Linked DNA regions of Mus musculus: region 2 is linked to region 1. The links are chromatin contacts, called in public Hi-C maps. All regions are on one chromosome and are shown on one strand. Each heading gives the region's core, a stretch centred on a gene start, on an enhancer-like site or on the middle of the called end of the contact. The rest is flanking DNA. Distances are from core to core; before and after follow the strand shown.

Region 1 (2,967 bases), core at 205-2,704:
ATCAGTATGATGGAGCTCGTAAGAAGAGACAGGAGCGCTTGCTTCCTAGCCAGCTTCCTGTGTTCCCTGATATGTGAGGTATAAGTGAGTGTCCTCCCTGTCTCTATTCCATGCACCCCTTTATCTCATCTCCAGCATCCTTTGACCATGTCTGTCTATCTCATTGACTATAATATTCATCAGCTTGGGATACTGTAACACATATCATAATCTAGGTGACTTAAAAGGTGGACATTTCTCATAGTTCTGGAAGCTAGAAGACTGAGATCCATCCATTTACTAGTATGTTCTGGTCCTCATGGGGGCTCCCTTCTGGGGTCCTGGAAATTATCTTCCTCCTGTGGTTTTATACAATGAAAAGACCCCAATAACTCTCCTTTACAAAGGCACTAGTCCTTCAGGAGAGCCCCCACCTCATGAACCAACAACCATTTGCCAATTCCACCTATTTGGGTTTTAAGATTTCAGCATGCATATGAGGTTTTTTTATTGGGAGGGGTAGGTGGAATATAAACTTTAAATCCATAAAAATTTGCATCTTACCCTTACTGTATGGGAATCTAATCTCTGCAAGGTCAGCTCTTCATTTGTTTCCACGGACACAACAGTCAGAATGGTACCTGGCACACTGTGGGTATGCAGTGAATGATTTGTGGTTGGAAAAGATGAACTGGAATACACAATCTCTAAGAACCTATCCAAGCAACTGGGGTAGCTTTGTTCCCTTGTGACCAAGTCTTGCCTTGACTCCTAGTCTCCCAGGGGTGGAATTCCCTACCCACGGGAAAGCTAGAAGCTCTTTTATTTCTATTGACTGAGACATGCCTACACTGCCTGGGATGGCTTCGGGTCACTTTGTTCAAAGCACTCTGGTCCTGTCTACTCATCTCTTATAGTCTCTTCTCCTGGTCTGGATCTTAACTTCTTACTTTCCCCTTAAACACGAGCACCACTGCTCCCCCCACCCCCCACTCACTACTCAGCTCCTGTAGCGGTGATGCATTGGTCCTAGCCCTGCCTGGGCACAGCTTTGAGTGATTTTTGTTTTGACTTCTGGTGGGCCTGCTTTGCAGACCCTAAAATAATGATCCTTTCTAAGGTTGTGCAATGTGTGAGAGGCAGCATAGACACCTGAGTATGAGTGGGTGGAAGTGGTTTCAAAACAACTAAGAGAATCCTGGACATTGCCCCATGCCTGTGTCGGTGTCATCTCCCCCACTCCCTATTGGTCTGACAGGTTGGTATGTCCAAAACACATAGTAGGACACAAAGGCCTGAACTCAGTATTACAGTATCAGAAGGATTCCCTATGGAGGGCTGGGTGAGGGGAGGATGTATGTGTGAGGGTTTGTGACTCCAGACTCTGCCCTTTTCAGTGCCTTCTGAAAGCACTGTCCTTAGATTGCTTTAGGCCTGCTAGGTTACTGAGGATCATCTGAGTTCTTGGGTGTAAGGCCATTGCCAGGGCTCTGACTGTTGACCTTGTCAGACAGAAACCTGGAGAAGCACCCACGACTGTGGAAATTGGTGGTTGTTCCTGGACTATTTCACAATACCGTTCTCCAGGAAAGAGGAAAAAAAAATAGGCCTTATTCTTCTTGCCTGCAGCATTACATAACCTAACTCTAACCCTGCTGGTTCAAACACTGTTCTTTTTCTTCTTTTTCTCTTTTTTGTTCCCCTGAGTAAATAGTTGTTCATACACACACAGGGTGTAAATAGTTCATACACACATAGGGCCCAGGCTGCCTTCTCCACTCCTGTGCTTTTGAGGGAATGGCTACTCTGTTGAATGGTGCCCACAGCTGGACACTAGCCAGAGCTTCATTTATGCATCTTCCTTAGAGTATGGATTTTACCAGGACACCTATTAATTATCTCAATGCATAGAAAGCCAGCTTCTACTTGTAGTTAATGCCATGGCTTTGGAAAACCTACTTATCATTTGAAGCCTGACATCTGTTGTTTAAGTGATGTCTCCTAAGGACAGAGCCCTGCACAAGGCACTGGAAAGGGCAGAGTCTGGAGTCACAAACCCTCACAGAGATATCTTCCCCTCGCCTAGCCCTCCATAGGGAAACTTTCTGATACTGTAATCCTTTCTGTTCAGGCCTTTGTGTCCTACTATGTGCTTTGGGCATCCCATCAACTATCTTCTCACACCCAGGCAACTCTTTTATAGCGTGTCTATGCCTTCCTTCTCCTTTTACTTCCTTTGTGCTTCTATGGGAGAAAGTAGATAACATCATTGATTTTCCAAGAACTACTCTCACATCTTTGTTTCCTGCGATACAATGTTTGCCTGGTGTGAGCAGGAGGGTCAGATTGGATCTGCATGTGGCACTCACTCTGAATCTCGGTGAGGTTTTTACAAATCGTGAAGAAATGACATATGTGACTGTGATTTTGATTTAAAGTGACAGCACCATTCATTTGATTCTCAACTTTGTGTAGGCTTCAGAGAAGATCCTACGAAGTTTCCAGACTCTTCCTTCAGAAAAATGCGTGTGTTTATGTGCCCAGAGTTCAGGTAGGATTTTAGGGGTTCCAAGTGTCCTGGAACTACCCGTGTGGGTGTTTGTCTTGGAGGGTGAAGAGAGCAAACCAGTGGAGTACAGGGTGGTTTTATGAAACAGAGTTGGCATTATGTAATAATCAGACAAAGTTTAGTTGAAATAGAAATGATGTGAAACACATTCATACAAAGACCTTTATTATTATACACTTTATGCATGTTTCCCACTTAAGATTATTTAGTAATCTAAATCCTTGCTCTTTATTTCCCAATTTTACTTATTACTGTGAAACTTGGATGCCATGTGCTAGCTCTAATGTAACTTTCTAATTTTTGTGTGTGTGTACTTGTTGTGTATGTGCTTGTGTGAACATGTGTATACTATGTGATTACTTTCCATCGAATTTTTTTGTGACAGAGTTTGTCTTACTTATTTTCCTATTGTGTGAATA
Region 2 (3,277 bases), core at 623-3,122, 130 kb after region 1:
GGAGTGGTAAGCATTTATTGAAAACCTGCTGTGTGTCACTTAAAATACATGAACTAAGACATGATTTGTGTCATATTGGAGTTTACTATTTATGAAAGGAATATATATTTACATTTATTACTGCTTTACTGTATATTACAGTTGTCATCTACTTGTAGGACTAGAAACTGTGGTGAATGCCATGTTGAAGAAGTGGAGGGAATTTTGAGTGTACAAAGAACAGGGTAATGGCCTTCATAAGAAAACACGAAGTTATCTTAATAACATTCAATTAAACTGTTTTCTAAGGAGTGGACACTTGTTGGTTCTTTTGTAAAAGAAAATCTCTTCTGGAATCTAAGACTTTCTGCATTAAATACATACTAAAAAGGCTAGGCTAGCAGAGTAGTGATAATGATTTTGAATAGCTGGTCCTACTATTTATGATTGGAAAAATAGCAGTGTTTGATTACACTGAGTTTCATACTTTCCTTTGGATTAATGAAAATCTTTTCAATTAATATTTCTTATGCAATACTTTAATCGATTCAAGAGAGTCTGCCCTCTAGACTTTGTATAAACGCTTTTAGATCATTTTAGTATGTATTATATTGTCAGTGGGATGAACTCTTGAGAATACTTAGAAATCAATTAATGTAATACAAGTGCAACCAAAGTGAGGCAAGTGGGCTCCCAGTTTCTGTAGGTGGATGGTGTTGCGTCTCCATCTCTTCTTCCTCCTCTTCATCTTTTTCTTCCTCTCCTTTGACCTCTTTCTTGCTTTTGTCCACCTTTCACTACTACTATCATCTTCTCTCGTCATTGTGCTCGTTGCAATGCTTTAAAGATTTCTGGACTATTCAGTGAGAAAGGCTATTATAAGAAAAAAGATTTTAAAGCAATTTTGCTAAACAATTTATTTATCTTTAATTACAATAAAGGGACAAAGACCTGGTTAGTGTTTGTGAGGCTTCCATCCAGAAAGATAAAGCCTAACATGAACATGAAGAGGGTAAGAGCAACTGATTTTGGTTCTAGGAGCATAAAGGAAAGCAAGGTGGGCAGGGACTCTGAAGCTGAGAGAGTTAAAGAAAGATGGATGGTGACATAGCTGACAACTTCCTACCAAGGACATATGAGGCTGACAATGCCAGATCTGACAGGTGCACGGACTAGGGCTGGGTAGTGATCAGCAGAAAGAGGTGGGACTAGTACCTGTCACAAGGCTTGTCTGTTGGGTTGAATCTAGCCATAGGCACTCAGATGATCCCATGTTATATGTTATATGTTATATGTCAGATGATCCCATGTTATATGTTATATGTTATATGTCAGATAATCCCATGTTCACGACTCTGTTGGCTTGTGTCAAGTTGACATAAAACTAGCCAGCACACCTACTGTTGTGATCAAGTCTAGTGTAGTCATCTTCCAATGACCTATTAATATGATTAGGTCTGCACTAAGGTGTAGACTTTTCCAGCACCCACCATTGTGGTCAGGTTGACTGTAGACTCATCCTAACTACCACCATTGTTATCAAATCTATTCCAAGACATAGATGCCTCTTAATGATTCAGAATTGTGATAACTTCTGATCCCAGATATAGATTTACATTCTGCTGCTTTGAATTACAGATGATCAAGCCAATTGCTGCACCTGGGGCAACAGCCCTATGTAGACCATTGTGCTTGATTGATTTTACCCTTGGGATATTCAAGTTACTTGAATACCTCCGGGAGATGCCATAGGGATTTGCAACCCATGGGAAACTCTCCTCTCTTCTTTCCCCTGATCTAGTTGAAGTTTCATGACATCTTTCTAGAACAAGGATGTGCCCAGTTAGTATGATTGCTGATGTTATTTGCATGATCTCTATCTTGGTTGACACATTGCATAATGGACAGCAAACATTCCCCCTTCTTCTTTGGTGTCCCTTCTGCTTTTGTAGCTGTGTTCACAGTTGAGTTTTTGGTATTCTGGAGTTATCTCAATGTCACGTCTAATGAGAAACACATTGCTGATAGCAGGTATTTGTTGTAGCTCTCCAGAATTTTCCTGTTTATTTTTATACTGATAGCTTAGACACAGATTTTTACATATTCCACTTATATTGTGAAACTGGTTGTGCCACGCATCCACTTATTGATCCATCTACTTACTGTCAGTGCTTGCTGAGTCAGTATTTGAGCTGAGGCACCAGAGATGGAAGGCATCCAACAGAAAGAATAGTGTAGCTCTTAGCAGAAGAGGCCAAGTCCAGGCAAACCACTGATGTTTAGAACAAGAAGAAGCTATTTCAAGGCTCTGAACATTAAGAGTGGCTGCAGGAGAGGGATTAGTGCCAAATAAAACCTTAAAAGTACCATCATTCCCCCTTACAGCCATTGGGATGACTGCAAACAACAAGAGCGACAAGAAAAATCACCACCAAAACGAGCCAGCTAGAGACAACAAATGGAAAGTGTTTGTGCTGGTTGGAAATGTAAGATGGTGGAGCCATTATGGAAAAACTCATGACAGATACTTTAATCCGCTATAAATATAGGACTAGAAAAAGAGTAAAGGGCTTACTGAGCAAGCATGGGGACCCGAGTTCAACACTTGCCACTCCTGTAAACCCCAGCATGGTGTCCTGTGTTTGTAATTCCAGTGCTGAAGAGGTCCAGGCAGGTAGGTCCCTGAGGCTTTCAACCTATCCTAACGGGCAAGTTCCAGGTCTCAGTGAGGCAAGGTAGGTGGTTCCTCAGGGACAGTTCCTGAGGCTGACTCCCACACATGCATATGCAGACGTGCACTTACACCTACACCCACAACTATGCACTAACATATAAATAGAATTGTCTTATGTTCTAGGAATTCTGTTTATGAATATCTGAAAGAATTAAAATCTGGGTTTTGATGAAATATTTGTATAGCTATGTTCATATAACATTTTTCACAATAACTGAAAGCTAGAAATGACACACATACATATATAAATATATTATACATGTATAAATGTTTAAAATATATATTATAATATATACAAATATATTGACATACATACAAATATGTATATTTTTATCAAAATATGATAAGTATATGCTGTGGTATATTGTTAAGTTTGAAAACGGAAGGAAATTCTAGCGAGTACATACCTATAATCCATAGGTTGAGGATGTAGGACTATGTGTTTGAGGTCAGCTTGGGCTATATAATGAGTTCAAGGTCATTCTGGGATAGAGAACTAGAATCTATTCCCAAAACAAACAACAGCAACAAGCTCATGCTTTTAATCAGCAATCAGAAGGGAGA

The links. A called contact is a pair of places that touch in the nucleus more often than the background predicts.
Region 2: a Hi-C map of liver shows a contact between it and region 1, with 2.1 times the contacts expected there. The contact joins two enhancer-like sites. A contact is called at or near these places in 1 of 39 promoter capture datasets (liver), 1 of 15 datasets of contacts at CTCF or cohesin (the NIH/3T3 cell line), 6 of 484 Hi-C or Micro-C datasets (Sertoli cells, liver and muscle stem cells) and 2 of 9 other capture datasets (adipose tissue and pancreatic islet).

The regions. Positions count from the first base shown.
Region 1 is chr10:4,603,542-4,606,508 of GRCm38.p6, forward strand. No RefSeq gene overlaps it. Among named protein-coding and RNA genes, the nearest start is that of Esr1, 110 kb to the right of the region's middle. Within about 2 kb of position 1,455, at least 6 of the 459 cell types and tissues checked have an H3K27ac peak or open chromatin away from gene starts, as enhancers often do. A contact at or near this core is called in liver, where this site is marked.
Region 2 is chr10:4,736,354-4,739,630 of GRCm38.p6, forward strand. All of the region lies in intron 2 of Esr1 (estrogen receptor 1 (alpha)), which reads left to right. Among named protein-coding and RNA genes, the nearest start is that of Esr1, 28 kb to the left of the region's middle. Within about 2 kb of position 1,873, at least 4 of the 459 cell types and tissues checked have an H3K27ac peak or open chromatin away from gene starts, as enhancers often do. A contact at or near this core is called in liver, where this site is marked.